Linked DNA regions of Mus musculus: all the other regions are linked to region 2. A link is a contact called in public HiChIP or PLAC-seq data. All regions are on one chromosome and are shown on one strand. The core of a region is the stretch at or near the end of the contact, and the rest is flanking DNA. Distances in the headings are between cores, read along the strand shown.

Region 1 (4,392 bases), core at 1,494-3,993, 230 kb before region 2:
AAGCATTCATGCACACAAGAACATTCTAAGACAGAAAAGAAGTGTGAGTTATTATTCACGGGTAGAGATTATGTTTTCTGTACCTCTGAAGTGCAGAAGCACTGAGGTACACACCACAGTTATCACTTTGCTGTCTGATGTTAGACTAATCATGACTTATCCATAGGCTTTAGAGATTCCAGGGACTAGGGTATGTAACCCTTGATTCCTGTCAGCCCACCCCTTAGTGCAGCCTGGAAGAGTCTGATTTGAGGAGCATTCTGAGCTCTGGGGCTTTTGTCAAGGCCAGACAGTCATCACACACAGGCCTGCTGAGGCTGAGGATTGTGCTCTGAATGGACTCTGGCTTGTTATCTGGATTCATTCTGTGGGCTAGATACACCCCTTTCTCCTCAGTGCAGGCCTTGGGGATCATACCCTAGGATGGACGAACCAGAGATGTACAGTGAGGAAAGAGCCCTTTGCATTGAACAGACTCCCCCCCCCCCCCAGGGTTTCTCTGTGTAGCCCTGGCTGTCCTGGAACTCACTCTGTAGACCAGGCTGGCCTGAAGCACAGAGATCCACCTGCCTCTGCCTCCCAAGTGCTGGGATTAAAGGTGTGTGCCACCACTGCCCAGCTGGACAGACTTCTTGTTTGTGGTTCGTTTTTACTGGCCTCTCCTGAGCATGAGCCTCACACAACACTCTTAACCCGCAGGTCCTTGGCAGGTTGGGCTTGGTGTGAATCCTGTTCTTTGAGAAGTGCTCACATCTATATGCAGGTTGTATTTGGATGTATCTGGCATGAGTTCTAGATTAGTAGTCCAGTAGTAGCTCCTAATTGCTTCCTTTGGGCTTTTTAATTACTGCTGGCATGGTGGGTGACTAAGGAATTAAGAATCTCCTGTACATTTATAGAGCAACAGGTTCTGGTATGTTCCCAAAGTATGTATCTTAATTTCCCCCAAAATATCCATGCTAAAAGTTGTGAACATAACCTTTGGATGTGAGGGGTGGCCAGCTGAAGAGCCTCAGGTAGCATTTGGCCTCTTGGTACTTGTTGCTCTGGATGCTCAGGGAGATGTCAGGGCCACACCATAGCCACATCACCGCTATTACTCTTCTCTCCTGTTTTCGAAGCAAGGCTGTGAAGGTTCCCTTCAGTTTCCTTCAGGGACTCTGAGGCAGTGAGCCAAAGATGCCAGTATACCATCTCGTCTGCCTAGACACAGGGACAGGGACATTTCAGCCATCAAAGGCTCAGCAGGCATTTATTGAGGGCTTAGAATTGTGTTAATTGCCATAGGACTAAAGATGACTAAGACAGTGTCTACCCCAGGAGCTCAGGCTGGAGGGGGAGCCAAACTCAGGGAACGTATAATTACAGTATGTAGTTAGGTGAGGTTTTGGTGAACATCGGCTGGAAACATGCATAGCACCAGGGGAACATCACCTGCAGGAGGAAATCTCTGTTGGCCGATGGGCTAATAGGATTTGGACAGAGTCTGGGACAGAGAAAGCACTCCAGAGAGAGGACAGCATGGGCCTAGACATGGAGGGGACAGAGCTTGATGTGCGCCGAGATCTGTCCAGGGCAGCTCACTGCTGTTGTGTAGTGCAGGCTGGAGCAGTGGGGGATGAAGCCTTGGATGTTACATGGAAGGAACTGTACCTAATGCTTTTTCCAAGGGAGTGTCACAAGCAGATTGTGGGTTGTGTGTAGGTCAGTCCCGTGAGTCCCATGGGACGAAGTCAGCAACGAGAGGAGGAGTTGAGTACTATATGATGATGGTGGAGGCACAGTGGGACTTAGAGGGCCTATTAAGTCTGACACTGGGAGCATGGAGACGAGACCATGAAACTCAGGATGTCTCCTGAGGTTTCTAGCTTGCTTGGTCAGTTAAGTGAAAGTTCCTTCAGCTGACAGAACACAGAACAACCTGAGAATGGTAAGTGGTGAGGCCTGTCTGAGACATGAAGGCTCAGAACCAGATGTGGGAATAACATCTACTGGGAAGCTGGAGATTTACCAGTGGAGCTCAAAAGAGATACTTGGGGCAGAACTATATATTTAAGGGTTACTAGTGTACTGGTCAAGTAAAACCTGGTCAGTTTATATTCCCACAGCCCAGCCCTTCGGGAACTGGGAGGGAAACTCAGAGGACTTAGTGTCCCAGGGAGCAAAGCGGACATGAGAAGAGTAGAGGCTGAGGAGAATGATTGACAGGTTTACAGACCACAGGTGGAACTGGAGGAAGTCAGGGACAGCTGGGAAAGTGAGGGATTTGAGGTATACCAGGAATGCTGGAAATCTGGTGACATCTTCCCCTAATCTCTAAGATAACCACACTGTGACCTGACAAGTTGAGTGGAATCCCAGATTTCCCGGCTGTTCTGATAGTGTGGCAGCTTAGTCATTGCTTCTGTCCTGCCCGTCTGGTAAACCCCTGATAGATGGTATGTGTAAAGCCGCTCTCCCCTGCAGAGTGGTTGGCTTGCAGGAGATAATGGACCCCTCCTGCACTAGCTGTTGGGCTACATCATATTCCTATTTTGCAGATGGGAAAACAGGCACAGAAAGCTGACAACTTTCCTAGTATCTCATGACAAATATTTTAAAACAAATGACCCAGATTCATAATCCTAGTCAAAGTCTCCTGACCAAGATTCAAACCTGCGTCATCTCTTGCTCCCAAAGCCTGAGCTGTTCTTTGTTTTGTTTTCAGGCAAGGTCTCACAGCCAGATCCTGACTCACAGAGATCTGCTTGCCTCTGCCTCCTAAGGGCTAGGACTAGAGGTGTGTGCCAGCGTGCTTCGCACAGCGTGTGCTGTGTAAAGTTTGAAATGTTCCTTGGCTGTTAGAGCATGCTGTGTCTCAGAGGACAGTTCCTTTCTCTTGTTCTGCATAGTGACTCTTACTGAGAAACGTTGATGGTGTCTTTGCACTGCCTTGCTCAGCTGGTTTTACTCGGTCTTGCTAGGCAAGGAAGCATGGTTTAGAGATCAAAGCTGTCAGACAAATCAGGACCTTCCTGAATTAGAAATGGAGTTCCCCGTGCTCCATCAAAGCTCATGGCAGGACATGGTAGAAGACCCTGGCTGCTGGAAACCACCTGTCTGGGCTTAAATTTGGGTTCTAGTACTTTCCTTTTTTTTTTTTTTTTTTTTTTTACCCCTCCAAGTTTTTTTCTTTTTGGGGGTGGTAGTGATGGTGGTGGTGATGGCAGTGATTCAACACAGGGTTTCTCTGTGTAGCCCTGGCTGTCCTGGAGCTCTCTGTAGACCAGGCTGGCCTCCAGTTTACAGAGATCCACCTGCCTCTGCCTCCATCTCCTCAGTGCTGGAATTAAAGGCACGCAGCACCACGCCCGCTGGTTTTATGACTTCATATGTGACTTTGAGCGAGTTGGTCTCCAGTTCTTACTGGGTTACAGGTGAAGGAGCATTTGCTGCAGTGGTTGTTGAGGGCGGTCACGGAGATAGTCTGAGACAAGTGCTAGTTATGAAATGCTTGGTTCTACATCCCTTCTAACCTCTGACCCTGACTAAACATGCCACCTAGGGTGCCTCACACTTCCATGAGGTCTCACTGGGTAGTCCTGCTTGGCCAGGAGCTTGCTATATAGACCAGGCCTCACGCTTAACAGATCTACCTGCCTCTGCCTCCCTAGTGCTAGGATTAGAGATATATGTCACCACATGTAGCCAAAAGCTACTCAGGGTTTCCTTATTTAATTTTTAAAAATGTCACATTTACACTTAAAATTTTTATTTATGTGGGTGTTTATGTGTCTGTGGACTGTGTGCTTGCCTGATACCTGCAGAGGCCAGATGAGGGCATCAGATTGTCTGAAACTGGAGTTTGGGTGCTGGGAGTTGAACCTGTGTCCTTTGGCAGAGCAGTCAGTGCTCTTAACCACTGAGCCCTCTCTGTAGCCCCCATCCCCCAGGGTCTCTCTAGATTATAGGGAACACACACACACACACACACTCTCTCCCCCCCCTTTAAAAAGATTTATTTATTTATTTGTTTATTTATTTTGAGTACACTGTAGCTGTCTTCAGACACACCAGAAGAGTACATTGGATCCCATTGCAGATGGTTGTGAGCCACCATGTGGTTGCTGGGAAATGAACTCAGAACCTCTGGAAGAGAAGTCAGTGCTCTTAACCGCTGAGCCATCTCTCTAGCCCAGGGAAGGAACTCTTATTAGGCCAAATACAGGGAGGTATTCTTTTCTAGTTGGATAGTCCAGTGAAATTCAAAAACACTGGAACAATTGACATAAGGTGAGATGTGGGTGGCTGTGACCTCTGTTAAGCTGTGGCCTTGAAGGCACGAGGGGTGACAGCATTGGAAGACTGCTCAGAGGTTAAGAGTAGACTGAGTTCATTATAGTTCCTCCCAAA
Region 2 (4,657 bases), core at 328-2,827:
TCATGATTTTTTTTGATATTTAGAAGGTGGCCTAATGCTGCCCGCTATCAGAAACACAGCTGAAAACTATAAACGGATGACTGCCCAGAAATTTTAGTTTAGATGAGTCAGCAAAACTTCACGTCTCACCAATGAAAAGCTTAACGCACACATCTATGAATGCATAATGATAATAATAGCTTCAGAATCAGTGATCTTCCAGTCAGTGCTGTATCAAATTTGGCCTGGAAATTAAAGTATAAAGAAGATACAGGCCCAGCCTCACAGCTGTAATCCCAGCAGCTGGGAGTCTGAGGCAAAAGAACTTTACTTCAAAGGCTAACTGGGGTTACACAATAGGTCACAAGCCAGCCTAGGTTACTGATAAAGACTAAGACCACCCCCAAGGGGGGAGTCTGGGGGGGGGGGTGGAATGCAAAGTCCATAACCCTGAAATACTTATTCACAGGACTCCCAAACCACCTTAACTCAAAAATACGAGAATGTGGAGGCAGTTTGACCACTAGGAATCAGCATCCCTGAACAATTTCTAAAAACAAAAAACCGAAACTCTCTTCCCCCAAGCACAAAACCAGAATTAGAAGGTTTATGAACATTTTTTTTTCAAGCCGGAACATTTCTCAATGGGAAACAAAAATTCCAACAAAGGACAGACAACTTAAATTTAAAAAGAAAAAAAAAATCACAGTTATTCATTACTTTTCAAACCAAACATCTTCAACTCCGCAGTATCGCTGACCTCGCTCATGGTAGAGTACTGCCGGCAGTGTGTTCTCTCTTGCTTCAATAAATACGGAGAAATTATATACAGTAGTCTGCTGAGCTGATCGAGAATAAATATTACAGTTTTGCCTTACAACAAAATGAACTATAAATAATAATAATAAAATTACTGGGAGAAGGGCTTGCATGCCTTAGCAAGGGGCCAAGACTAACCCACTCCCTAAAAAAAAAAAAAAATAGAATCATCTTGGATGAATTAGGAGACGAAGACCCTCTAGTGCACCTCTATCCTAGGCTCTGGTTTAATTCAAAACCAAACTCGTATTTCTTTGCCTCTCTTTGCCTTTTCTAGTCCGGTTTCCTCTCAAATTCCGAAATTGTCCTTCTACCCTTTAAGTCCCATGATGGCACTTGCGTCCTGACACAATGCAGAAGACTTTACACATGCCCATCTCGCCGTACTTCACATTTCAATCGACCCATTATTTCATTCTTTCCGATCCCGCACGTAGTTTCTGAAATCTAGGACCGCACACACGCTCTCGCCAGAGTCCCCCTCACTCCATTGTTTCTCCGGCCTATCCTCTGGAAACTCCCCAACTCGGACCCGTGTGCTTCGCTCGCCCCTTTAACCCCAGAAACCCGCGGCCCTCTCCACACTGCGGGAACCAAAGGGCTCCCGGTCCCCCTCCTCTCGGTACCCCAACCCCCAACAACTGCCCCTTCCCTCTTTCCCCTTCCTCGAGCCCTCCCTCCACCTCCGGCCCCTCTCGCCCCCGCCACCCACTTCACCCAACACCCCCAGCCTTACCTAGCCCGGGCTCCCTGCAGCCGCCGCGTCCCCCCAGTTCCGGGCTCTGCGTTCCGGACGCTCCCGGGTCTGGGATGAGGAAAGAAGAGCCTCCGCCTCCTCCTCGCCCTCGTCCTCGGGAGCCGCCGCCGTCGCTGCCGCGCTCCTCCCCCAGCTCGCCCGAGGCCCGACGCCGAGCCGCCCCGCCCCCACCGCCGCCTTCCCCGCGTCCCTCGTCCGCCGGGCGGCCGGCAGAGCCTCGCAGGCGCGGCTGGGGCCGGAGTGCCCGCGGATCCACAGCGACCCTCGTCCGCCCGCACTCGCGCCGCCGCTCGCCCCTCTCGCCCCGCCTCGGAGCCCGCGCGTGCGCGCGCGCTCGTACTCGTGCATGCGCCCCCCGCCAGCCGGAGCGCAGGGCGCGCGCTCGCGCCGGCGCGACCCCGATGCGCCGCACGCGGGAGACCGGAGCCGAGGGGACCGGGGCGCGCGGCCGGGTTACCGCTCCTCTCAGGCGCTCTCCCTTCGCGCGGGGTTCGCGCGCCTGAGTTGCGGGAGACGGGGAATTAATTCACTGAGGGGTTGAAGGAGCGGGTCAGGGGCCAAACGGGAAGGAACGGCGGCGAGACGAGCAGGGCGCGTACTCGCGTCCGCGTGCGGGAAAGGCGACCTAAAGCGGCCGGGCTAGGAGTGGGCGCCAGCGTGCCCCTAAGTGACGAGCCGAGCGGGAACTGACGGAAAGAGCCGAAACTCACCGGAGGTGGCCGAAGATTCCCAATGGGATCCTAGAGCCTTTCGCTCCAGGTCTGCAGGCACGTCCGCCCTCTCTAGCAGGGAACAATTCAGCCGCTCACTCCCTTTAACTTTGCCCGCCTCCGGACCTACCTTCTGCTCCTAAAGGTTATTTCAGAGCCACCTGGCCACCCAGCCTGATGGGAGAGGTTCTGGAGAGAGGATGTGCGAGCGAACGACCTCACACTTCCTGCATCCCTCTACGTGGCTGTGATTAGGAAGGGCTGTTGTCGAATCTTTCTGTTAAATACCTAACTTCGTAATCAGGGCTCGAAATCTCCAGCCTCTCCAGAGCCAGATCATCGCTAGTATTGATGTATCTTTTGAGTTAGTGTCTTACCGGTTCTGATCAGGAGAGAGAGGTTAGGAAGGGCATGTCCAACCACATTCAAGCCAAGGAACTTAAATATGAGACCTGTTTTGGCGGTTATTTTTAAAATCTAAATAGTGAACTTTGTGGAAGACAATCATGTCACAATATCAAAAGGTTGGATACGCCTGGTAGAGGCTGAGTTTTCGACTAAATCATCACTGAAAATATTCATCACCATCTACTTCTCACTTCCTTTGAAGCCAAGCAAAGGGGCTTTGAATAGTCAGAACCACCTCAAGTGCGTGCTTATAGATGTGTGCTACAGGCAGAGCACAGTATATCCATATGTTTTATCACTCCAGTCTTAGATCATATAATTGACCATGGGACAGTATGTGTCTGCCAAGTCAGATGTCTTCATCGGATCCTTGTTCTTTTTGCTGTGCACTGTTTTTATTTTTGTTTATTGTGACAAGATCTGGCCATGTAGCTCTCTGCTGGCCTCCAACTCTGGAACTTCCTGCCTCAGCCTCCTGATCACTAGGAAATCCGAGGCTTATACCGTGCTGGAAGAGCACTGCTGCCCCTCCCCACCCACCCCCAACCTTAAACATGCTAGGCGCAGTTCTTTTTTCATGTAATGTTAATATTTTTTGATTGATTGAACTTGTGTGTCTTGCCTGCGTGTATGTATACCATATACCTGGTGCCAGCAGAATTCAAAGGAGGACAACAGATCAAGACCTGAAGTTCTGAATGGTTGTGAGCCACCCTGTGGATTCTGGGGATCAAGTTCATAACTGCCCTCCCCTGGGCACCGTTCTTTATATAAGAATAAAAGGTATTGGGCCGTGTACAGCAGCACACACTATAACTGCAGCACTCAGGAGCCTGAGGCAGAAGGATTGTGAGTTCGAACCCATCCTGGGATGCATAGCAAGACACTGTTTTTAGTTTTTAATTTTTTTTTTTAGATTTATTTATTTATTATATGTAAGTACACTGTAGCTATCTAGGACACCCCAGAAGAGGGCATCAGATGTCATTATGGATGGTTGTGCGCCACCATGTAGTTGTTGGGATTTGAACTCAGAACCTCTGGAAGAGCAGTCAGTGCTCTTAACTGCTGAGCCATCTCTCCAGCCCCTAGCACTGTTTTTTTTAAAAAGAAGCAAGTTACTGGGTGTAACAGTACATTCTAATCCCAGCACTCAAGAGGTGGGTGGATCTCTATGAGTTCAAATCCAGCCTGGTCTCCATAGTGAGTACCAGGTGCCCAATTTTTTGTGTTTCTTAACTTTGCACAGATAAAAGTTAAAGAATTTGGAGCCAAACCAGTTGTGGTGATGCACATCTGTATTTCCAATACTCAAAAGGCTGCGAGTAGAAGAGGCTCAAGTTTCAGACCAGCCTGAAACTGTATAGTGAGCTCTAACAAGCCTGAGATAGAGCAAGGCTCTCAAACTCCGGAAGTGCAGGCTGAAGAAATAACACGGTGATTGCATGCAAATGCACTGCTCTTCCAGAGGAGCTGAATTCAGTTCCCAGCACCCATACCAGGTTGCTGATAACCACCTGTAACTTTAGCTCTGGGGGCATCCAGTGCCCTGGCTTCTGTGGGCACCCGCACTCCTGTACACACACACAGAGACACATACAAATAATTTAAAAAAATAAATTTACCTGGGCATGGTTGTAGTCCCAGCTTTCGGGGGCAGAGACAGGCAGATCTCTTGTGAGTTCTAGGCCAGCCTGGTCTACAGAGCAAGTTCCAGGACAACCAGGACTAGACAGAGAAACCCTGTCTTGAAATTAATTAACTTTAAAATAGACACTGAGAGATGACTCAGCGGTTAAGAGCACTGACTGCTCTTCCAGAGGTCCTAAGTTCACTTGCCAGCAACCACATGGTGGCTCACAACCATCTGCAATGGGATCCGATGCCCTCTTGAGGTGTGTCTGAAGATAGCTACAGTGTACTCATACACATAAATAATTCAAAACAATAAAAATAAAAATGAACTCCAAAGCACACAGCCTTA
Region 3 (4,719 bases), core at 1,443-3,942, 230 kb after region 2:
TGAATGTCTGTGTGCCACGGGAGTTCAGTGCCTGTGGCAGAAGAAGGGTGTTGGATCCCCTGGTATTGGAAACACGGACTAAAGATCAGCTGCCAAGTGGGTGCTGGGAATTAAACCTCTGTCCTTTGGAAAAGCAGCTGACCCATCTCTCCACCTTTATGATAGCAAACAGGGTTTGTTATTGTCATGGTTGCTTTTTGGCAGCTTGAAACAAATCTAGACGTGGGAAACAGAGAATCTTAATTGAGGAAATACCTCCATAAGGTTGAGCTGTAGGTAGATCTTCAGAGCATTTTCTTTAATAACTGATGTGGGAGGGCCCAGCCCACTGTGGGCAGTGCTACCTCCAGCCCCACCCCCAGAGGAGCAAGCCTGCCCTCCTCTGTAGCTTCTGTTTTAGGCCCTTCCTCCAGGGTCCTGGCTTAAGGTTTTCACTTTAGATTTTTGTGGGTTTATGTATGTGAGAGCTTTATGGGTATGTATGTATATATGTATATTTACCATATTTGTGCCCGGTCCCCCAGAAAGTCAGAAGAAGGTTGTCAGAGCCCCTGGAACTGGAGTTGTGGATGGTTGTGAACCGCCATATGCAAGAGCTGGGAACAGAACCTGGTGTCTCCAGGAAGAGCAGCCAGTGCTTGTGATGGCTGAGCCATCTCTCCAGTCTCCTTCCTGATGATCTTGTCCTGACTTCCCTTCATGAATGGACTGTGATTGGAACATGTGAGCTGAAATCCTTTTCTCCCCAAGTGGCCTCTGGTTCTCATGTTCTCCACTACATTCTCCTGTAACTGAATGGGTTAAGTGTCTCTGTGATGAGGCCTGAGGGATTTAAAATAGATTCCATGGCCCAGAGGGGGAGGAGGTAGGCAACGGAAGGAGAAGAGAGCCATCCTCCACAGACCAGGACGTTAGGTGTCCACAGCCCTTTGGCAGCTTCCAAATGACAACTTACTCAGAAGATGATGTGCTGGGTGAAGAACATGCCTGAAAGCCCAGGACTCAGCACAGCAAGAATGAGCCCAGCTTGGCTGTGTGCGAACATCTCAATCAAAGGGAAATGGGGATGTTGCTCAGTGCATAAAGATCAGTTGTGTGCTTGCCGGGCATGTCTGAATCCTGGCTTTTTATTTTATTTTTAATTAACTTATATACTTGTTTTGTTTTTTGTTTTTACTTTTGTTCTGTTTTGTTGATGTCTCTCTGTGTCTGTCGCCTTGGCAGTCCTGGAACTCACTTTGTAGACCAGGCTAGCCTTCAACTCACAAGAGATCTGCCTGTCCCTGCTCCCCAAGGGCTGAAATTAACACCCCACCCCACCCCTAACGTTTATTTTATTTGTTTTTTTGTTTTGTTTTGTTTTGTTTTTGTTTTTGTTTTTTTCGAGACAGGGTTTCTCTGTGTGTAGCCCTGGCTGTCCTGGCACTCACTTTGTAGACCAAGCTGGCCTCGAACTCAGAAATCCACCTGCCTCTGCCTCCCGAGTGCTGGGATTAAAGGCATGCGCCACCACGCCAGGCTACGTTTTATTTTATAAGTATGGGTATTTTGCTTGTACCAATTGTATGCCTGTTGCCCGAGGAGACCAGAAGACAGCATTGGACCCCCTCCCCATCGGATGTGGAGTTACAGAAAGAAGGGAGTTAGCCATTGTGTGGGTGCTATGAATCTAACTCAGGTCCTCTGGAAAAGCAGTCAGTGCTCTTAACTGCTGAGCCCTGAAGGCCCTGGTTCTGATCCGAGCACCACACAAACCTGGTGTGGTAGTGCATGGCTAATTTCAGTGCTGGGAAGCTAGAGGCCAAAGGAGAAAACATTCGCTGTCAGCCTGCTCTGTGAAGTGAGTTTGAGACCAAGCCTGAACTACATACAGTAAAGTCTGTCAAAAGAAGGAGAGGAGGGATAAAAAGTGGGTATCTGGCAACCATTTGAGAGGACATAAAACTTGGAAAGTCCTGGCCTGGCAAGGTAGATCAGCAGGTAAAAGCACTTGCCACACAAGCCTGGTCAACCGGAGCTCAATCCCTAGAGCCCGCTGAGGAAGGAGAAGGTGGACTCCCAAAAGCCCTCTGACCTCCACAGGTGTGCTATGGCATGTGCTGGCAGAGACAGACACAGTAGGGTTTTTTTTTGTTTTGTTTTGTTTTGTTTTTGTTTTTTTTTTTAATGTCTCAAACTGGATTGTGTCAGGCTCTGTTCCCAAGAAGATATAAAACCACCAAGGAAAATGATCCTCTGGGATCTCTGCTTGGTTATGGATGAGTGTTGAGAGAAATCGGGGAGACTTGAGGAGGAGCACGGAGATGGGAGGCTTTGATGGCTTGCCCAAAGGGCTTGGATGGCCTTGGAACTCAGACTTCCCGGAGGACAGCAGAGGGCATGGCGTGCCAGGGTAGACTTTAGGAAAGCAAAGACTAGTGCCCAGGAAGATAGTTTGGTGCCTAATTTAGACTCGGAGGTAGAAGGATGCTTATCCAGGCAGCCAGGACTCTAAAGCTTCAGGGATTTCCTAAGCAGGTGCCTGCATGGTTTCCAGGATGGGACACACTTCAGTGGAGTAATGGAACAGTGGTGTCCAGTTGTGACTGCTAGATCCCCCGCCCGGGTGGGAGGGGGCGGGACAGCCCTGAGAGAAGGGCGGGGGGCGGGGCCCGGGACCACTTAAGGCGGAGTCAGGGCGTTTCTGGGAGCACGGGAGCCGGGCAGCAGAGACTGGCTGGGCTGGCACTCACCCTCGACCCACCTGCTCTGTAAATGGTAGTCTATCAGTAGTAGGTTCCAGGTTCCCCAGGGCATGTAGGCAGAGTTAGCGGCTGCCAAGTGTTCAGAGCCACAGCGCTCCAGGTACTCTGGGACCTTCTCTATCTGCGGTGCTCTTTAGCTCCTGCGGAGATGCCCAATTGACAGGAGAGCCAGTGAGGACAAGAACGCTCCCTTCCGACCCAAGTCCACGGCACCCATGGCTCTGCCGGCCAGTCTGTTGCCCCTGTGCTGCTTGGCACTCTTGGCACTATCTGCCCAGAGCTGCGGGCCGGGCCGAGGACCGGTTGGCCGGCGGCGTTATGTGCGCAAGCAACTTGTGCCTCTGCTATACAAGCAGTTTGTGCCCAGTATGCCCGAGCGGACCCTGGGCGCGAGTGGGCCAGCGGAGGGGAGGGTAACAAGGGGGTCGGAGCGCTTCCGGGACCTCGTACCCAACTACAACCCCGACATAATCTTCAAGGATGAGGAGAACAGCGGCGCAGACCGCCTGATGACAGAGGTAAGGAGAGTTTCTCCCCACCTGCTCTACCACACCACCAGCTCCTCAATTTTCCTACAACAACCCTGGAGGATGAACTGTTCCTTCATCCCCAGAGACCCTAAACTAAAATAAAATAAAGTGAGATCTCCTTCATCACACCCTTCAGGAAAGCAAATAACCTGGTGGCTGGATAGTGGTTCGGAGGTATCCAAATGGGGAGAGAGTCTGCGATGGGGAGGGGGAGGAGGAACTGCCCAGTGAGAGTGAATCTGGGAGAGGCTGGAGCGAGGGCGGGGAAAGGAGGATGGCGGCAGGCGAGACGGGAAATGGCTGAGGCGTGGACCGGGGGTCAGTCACCGAGCCAGGCAGGAAGGGCTGGGGTGAGCTGGGGGCCAGGAGCTGGCTATGATAGGTAGACTGCATAAGGCTTTACACTTAGCCTGGCTCTTGGCCTGATGTCCAAAAGCTCTGTGAGCCAAAAGAAGGGGGCTGGAAAAGAGATGGGCAAGAGTCAGGTTACCAGACCAGACCATCTACCTGGGGATGGGGTGGCCATTGTCCTTGGCACGGGAAAGGTAGCCTATACTAGGGTCTAAACAACAGACTTTGGGGTGGGGGTGACCAAAAAACAGTCCTCAGAACAGACAGACACACCTGAGAATCAAGGGTTTCTGGGCCATCTAAACTCACCTTAGCTTGAGGACTCTGCTTTGAATATCAGCTAGCATTCTGGGGTACATGCTACAGAGGGGCACTGAACCAAGCCGACTCAGTGGGCCATGGCTTGGAAGGGAAGGGCCCAGAGCCCCTATGGCCAGTGCTGTAGAGTGTCTGACAGGAAACTCAGAAGACGTGTTTCTCCATCCCACCCCACCCCTCATTTTATATCTGAGAGCTGGGCTGCAGGAGAGGAAAAGCAACTTAATCAAAGCCTCACAGCCAAATTGTAGCATTGCTGAGAGCAGGTTCAGGACTCCTGGTTCTCAGTCCTATCTACTTTCCATTACACCACCTAATTGTGTGTGCAAGGGGCAGGCAGGGTAGTGTGTGTGTGTGTGTGTGTGTGTGTGGTGTACGGATTTCCTCTGACTAACTGCATAGTTTTCCAGGTTATGTGGTTAGGAAAACCTGTACAGGGGAGAAAGAATTTCTTTCCTCTCCCTTCCTTTTCTCTCTCTCTCTCTCTCTCTCTCTCTCTCTCTCTCTCTCTCTCTCTCTCTCTCTTCTTTCCTTACTTATCTATTGAGACACTACATAGCCCTGACAGATCTAAAATTTGCTAGGTAGCACTCATAGAAATCCTCCTGCCTCTACCTCCTGATTGCTGGGATGGAAGGTGAGAACCAATTACTCCGAGCCAAGAATCCCCTCTTGTCCCAGTGATGAAGCCATCCTCTTTCCAGTAAACTGGGAAGGCCCTTCCCTTCCTCACCTTGGCCCTGGGACATTACAGTCCTTGCCTCTGGCTGAAACCT
Region 4 (4,733 bases), core at 1,327-3,826, 210 kb before region 2:
TACAAGACAGAAAGTCCCTGTTTAGGCACAGACCTTTTGCCTTGACATTGATTCTTGATTAATGGGAGTTGAATATCCGGGCTTTGAGGTCTAAAGTGACTGTCCAGAGCTAGAGGGAAGCCTGTAATTGCACTCCCTGTGTTTTCTTCTCTGCCTCCTTTATTTATAGTATAAAATTGGATAGCTGGGTATGGTAGTGTATGGCTGTGATACACTTAGAAGACTGAGGCAAGAGGATTGTGGGTTCCAGACTAACCTGAGCTACATCGCAAGATGCTGCATACATCCTCCTCAAACATAGACAGGGTTGAGAAAGAGGTTAGAGAGATGACTCAGCAGTTAAAAGACCATGCTGTTTTCCCAGAGGAGCCAGCCTCAGTTCCTAACATCCACAGCGTCTTACAACTCTTGTAACTGCAGTTCCCAGAACTCCAGTGTTGTCTTCTGGCCCCTTTAGGCAGTGCATGCACACGGTCCATAGACATGCAGGCAGGCAAAGCACTCATACACAAAAATATAAATAAATAAAATCGAGAGGGGGCAGGCGTGGTGGTGCATGACTTTCATCGAAGCACTCAGGAGGCAGAGGCAGGGAGCTCTCTGAGTGTGAGGCCAACCTGATCTACACAGTGAGTTCCAGGACAGCCAAGGCTACACAGAGAAACCCTGCCTTAGAAAAAAAGAAAAAAAAGGAAAAGAAAGATGGTTGGCAGGGAATGCCCATCAAGTGACAGAGGCTCCCTGTTTACAGAAGTTCCGGAGGAGAGTGCAGGAGTCCACTAAAGTCCTACGGGAGCTGGAGATCTCACTTCGCACCAATCACATTGGGTAAGTCAGGTTTGTCATCTGCTCTCCCTGACACCAGACACTGCCTCCCACACAGGTTTGGGTCCCCTTTTTTGGTTTATCCTTCCGGCCATGAATAGCATCTGGCTCCACAGAGCTTTAGACGTGCCATTTCTGGCTTTTCTGCCCTTCTGTACTGCCAGCTGCTGACCGGTTACTTCTGGCAAGCTTGGGGCCTCTCTTGGGGTCCTGTGGCTTTGACTGGAAGACATTCCCATAGCAGCTGAGACCAGAGTCTGCCTGTGGTCTGGTACTGGGCCAAGAAAGGCCTGGCAAAGGTTGGGACGTGAGATGTATTATATTGAACAATGAAATTAGTTACTAATTGGTGACTAGTTAGATTTTTTGGTATAGAGATTACTTATTTGTTTGAAAGAAAATAATCTTTGTACATGAGCAGAAGAGGCTTCCTAAAGCACTGGAGGTGTAAGACAGGATCAGGCGTTGGCTGTCTCCCGTGCTCACAGATCCTATTGCTGCCAGTGCGCTGAGTGGGCCCCAGGGTCTGTGCAAGACTTTCAGCCTGATCAGGGAACCAGGGGTTGCTGAGGAAGCTAAGGGCTGATGCTGAGGCTCAGGGAGAGTACAGCGCCTCTGTCCCATGAAGCTGTTCCAGCAAGAGTAAGAAACAACTGGAAAGAGTGGCCACACAGAAGGGACAGTGAACTAAGACCGCAGCACTTCAGGTAGGGGTGCCTCAGTGAGAGCAGTGAAGGGTGAAGTGGGTTTCTGGGTAGATGCCAGCCTGCGTCCCTGAGCTTTCTGAGAGTAAGGTGGAAAGAGCCACTGACATCACCAGCTTTTCCTCTTTTGTCAAGCGCAGCCTACGTGTCTGCCCCAGGCCTGATGTGCCTGGACCCCTTTAGAGGGAGAGGACATCTGTATGTAGCCAGCTGCAACAGCACTCAGAAGGGAAGCAGCACAGGAGAGGACAGGAAAGGGACCCTTCCTGGTGTTGGGAGCTGCGCTGTGGTAGCCAAAGCATGGCTTCCACACTACAGTCATCTGTGACCCAGACATGGAAAGCCACCAAGAAAGGTGTGGCCAAACCCTGCTGTCCCCACTCCCACCCTTAAGAATCTCACAGAAGGAAAACTAGGAGAGTGCATCACTTAGGCTTTGTGTGTGGTTGAGAGTGACACTGTGGCAGTCCTGAGCACCCCGGGCCTCTCTCAGGCCTTGCCGTCTTCTCTAAGTCCTGCTGTAACTGGTGGGAGGATGGGGGGTCTGCTCTCCTTGGCAGAGGAGCACAAAGAAACAGTCCCCTGTGGTTAGCACAGTTCCAGGCCCCAGGGCTTCTTAGCATTGGCTCACAAGTTTGAGGTCTAGACCCAGCCCTTGGTTCCCAGGGAAGAGTTAAGCCCGTGCCATCTAATCTGAGGCTTCTCTGGGTAGTTCTATGAGGAGACAGGATCCTTCTCTTCAGGAAGCTTGTCAGGCTAGTCAGGGGTGGAAGGAGGCCAGGACCAAGTGAGAAGGGGATCCTGCTTTGCTTACAGCCAGATGGACGGGGTCCTGCAGGAGTGAGGCCCGCGGTGTATGGGGTCTCTTGCTCTGGGCTGAGGCTGCCTGAGTAGGATTCCAGGGCCCTCTAGCTCTTGTGGTTTGTATTGGTTTTCTGCCTTGTCAAAGTGCCCTTTAACCTCCCCTCAAAGTGTCAGGATCCCTAAAATAGCAGTGTAGACTCAGACAGGAAATGAGAAGGGGGTGGGGAGCTGGAGAGCAGACAGACAGGAAATGGGAGGCCTGTCGGCCCCCAGAGAGGAAGCTAACTTGAGGCAGCTCCAGTGTCAGCTTCAGCTGGAGCTTTGCTGGCAAATCAGCCAAGCCTGGTGCTCTAGCGCCAGCCTCTCAGCTGCGGGTGTGGCTAGCCAGGATGGAGCTGGTGTTCCAGCTGTGGGGTAGACACAGCCCTGCAGGGCAGTTTGGACACAGCTGGACTATGTAGTTCCATGGACATTTCAGGAGGACTAGAGTACTCAGGAGAACAAGGCTTCCATCCTGAGGGGTTTAATGTCTCTGCACTGAAATAGACCTGTCACAACCCCCCACCAATTCTAAGGGAGTTTGCTCTTCACTTTTATTCCAGAGTTAGCATAGGCCAAAGGGAAAGCAAAAATGCCCCAGGTCATTGTCCTCCTGTCTGCTCACCTGCCTGCCTTTCCACATTGCCATCTTCCTGGGAGAGCCATGACTGGAGCGTGTATGTTCCCTAAGCTTTTTTGGTTCTGCCGGACCCACTCCAGCCGAACACAGAACTCTCACAACCATCTTTGCTCATTGCTTCTCAAAATTGAACTCAGCGGTGAGCCCTCTGGCCCTGTAAGGCTCTCTTTGAGATTTATGGCACTAGGGACTTGCAGGCTTTTCCAGGCCCAGCTCTGTGAGTGGTGAATGCTCTGGATGCCTCCCCAATTCCTCCAGCACATGGTGGAAAAGGACTTCATGCCTAGCATTGTATCAGATCAAAGGGACACAGGAAATAATGGGGTTATAACCTGGCCCAAGAGGAGAGACTGGCTAGAATCTCATCTGGCTGAAGCCCATTTGTGATGTATTCTCCTGCCTCTGGGAAGTCCAGGCTGGCAGCATGACCACATAGGGGCCTGTCATAGGTTATGGTTTTCAGGATTTTCTCAGCCTGATAGTAGGTTCCAGTAGCATGCAAGAGAGCAAATTTATTGAGGGCTAGATTGCTGGGTCAGAGCCTCCACCAAACCAAGCCAGTTTGCACACTACATCCACTGTGTTTGCTGTATCTGCAGGTGGGTGAGGGAGTTTCTCAATGATGAGAACAAAGGCCTGGACGTGCTGGTGGATTACCTGTCATTTGCCCAGTGTTCTGTCATGTAAGTACCACAGGGCAAAGGTTGGGGACTCACTGGGAAGCAGACAGTCCCCATCTATTTAGAAGAAGGATGAGGGCTGGGAATGCAAGCCAGCAGAGCATTGCCTGCCATGTGCTGAGGCTGAGGTGTCAGGCTCCAGCATGGGGGAAATGTGGGGTGGGAAAGAAAAAGGAAGAGTGAGATTCCAACAGAGAAGGTGGGCATGGGCATCCCCAGAGCAGGAGGAAGTAGCTCAAGTGTTGCTGCAGACATGAGCAGGCAAGACAAGGGAATAGCAGGCATCAGCAAGGACTGGAAAGTTAGCTGGAGTAGAAGACATGTTCTAGGGAGCATGAAGAGAACAGTCCGGCAAGGGAGCTTGGAGTCAGAAGCCAAGTGATCCAAGTACCAGGCTGCAGGACCTCCAGGAAATAGCCTGGATCCTCAGGAGACAGGCTCCTTAGGGTTTCATCATTTCAACAACATTGAGTCTTCATGAGGCAGCTTGGGCCCTGAGATGTGAGAGGGTGACTATAGGCCTATTGTTGAGGAAGGCCAGTGAGCGTGGTGACCTTCGACCCGAACAGATCGAATAAGTATTTGGGAGCATTTTCAAGACATCCTTTTCATATGGAGGGAGTTAGCTGTTGGTTAGCACAGGAGAGCAAGCATGGTGAGGTGCAGTGAATGAGAGCTTTTGGAGTCAAAGTTGTGTTGTGCACTATCTGTGGAACCTCAGGTACCTTTGTCCTCCTGACTAAACAAATTAGATGGGAAGGTGTGTATCCCTCTTAGCCTCCTCCCCTGGTGGCTGCTCTGCTGTTAGTTATCACCCAGGTGATAAGCCTGCCTCTAATCTTTGGACATAGAGAAAGAAGGCTAACTGTGATAGTAAATGAAGTTAGCAGCATATGCAGGCTTACACTTTAGTTAGACAAGTCAGCCTAAGGAGGACAGTCCAGGTTTGCTCTCAGCTTCCCATGGGTCCCGAACTGAAAGTCCCTAGTCTGCAGAAATCCGGGTCTTGAGCCTTGGACCTTGCCTAGACATCTGCTTGTC

Evidence for each region. HiChIP or PLAC-seq counts read pairs in DNA pulled down with a chosen protein or histone mark.
Region 1: an H3K27ac HiChIP or PLAC-seq map of extraembryonic endoderm stem cells shows a contact between it and region 2. The contact joins the enhancer-like site here to the promoter of Spats2 in region 2. A contact is called at or near these places in 6 of 39 promoter capture datasets (3T3-L1-derived adipocytes, cranial neural crest, liver and 2 more), 7 of 115 datasets of contacts at active chromatin or transcription factors (the SCID.adh cell line, embryonic stem cells, extraembryonic endoderm stem cells and 2 more) and 2 of 9 other capture datasets (embryonic stem cells and pancreatic islet).
Region 3: a FOXA1 HiChIP or PLAC-seq map of pancreatic cancer cells shows a contact between it and region 2. The contact joins the promoter of Dhh here to the promoter of Spats2 in region 2. A contact is called at or near these places in 7 of 39 promoter capture datasets (3T3-L1-derived adipocytes, the HPC-7 cell line, hippocampal neurons and 3 more), 2 of 484 Hi-C or Micro-C datasets (embryonic stem cells and rod photoreceptor), 5 of 115 datasets of contacts at active chromatin or transcription factors (embryonic midbrain, embryonic stem cells, pancreatic cancer cells and 1 more) and 2 of 9 other capture datasets (adipose tissue and pancreatic islet).
Region 4: an HNF4G HiChIP or PLAC-seq map of pancreatic cancer cells shows a contact between it and region 2. The contact joins the enhancer-like site here to the promoter of Spats2 in region 2. A contact is called at or near these places in 1 of 39 promoter capture datasets (cranial neural crest), 4 of 115 datasets of contacts at active chromatin or transcription factors (effector CD8 T cells, extraembryonic endoderm stem cells, microglia and 1 more) and 2 of 9 other capture datasets (liver and pancreatic islet).

Annotation. Positions count from the first base shown.
Region 1 is chr15:99,350,377-99,354,768 of GRCm38.p6, reverse strand. The region is part of intron 1 of Fmnl3 (formin-like 3); the gene reads left to right. Among named protein-coding and RNA genes, the nearest start is that of Gm22951, 16 kb to the left of the region's middle. Within about 2 kb of position 2,743, at least 31 of the 459 cell types and tissues checked have an H3K27ac peak or open chromatin away from gene starts, as enhancers often do. A contact at or near this core is called in extraembryonic endoderm stem cells, where this site is marked.
Region 2 is chr15:99,123,765-99,128,421 of GRCm38.p6, reverse strand. Spats2 (spermatogenesis associated, serine-rich 2) reads right to left here and starts at 1,577. Exons shown (of 13, transcript NM_139140.1): 1 at 1,535-1,577.
Region 3 is chr15:98,896,513-98,901,231 of GRCm38.p6, reverse strand. It overlaps Dhh (desert hedgehog), which reads left to right and starts at 2,692. Exons shown (of 3, transcript NM_007857.5): 1 at 2,692-3,262. The coding sequence starts at 2,960.
Region 4 is chr15:99,330,949-99,335,681 of GRCm38.p6, reverse strand. Fmnl3 (formin-like 3) reads left to right here. Exons shown (of 27, transcript NM_011711.2): 4 at 752-828; 5 at 3,612-3,695. Among named protein-coding and RNA genes, the nearest start is that of Gm22951, 35 kb to the left of the region's middle. Within about 2 kb of position 2,576, at least 292 of the 459 cell types and tissues checked have an H3K27ac peak or open chromatin away from gene starts, as enhancers often do. A contact at or near this core is called in effector CD8 T cells, liver, microglia and 1 more, where this site is marked.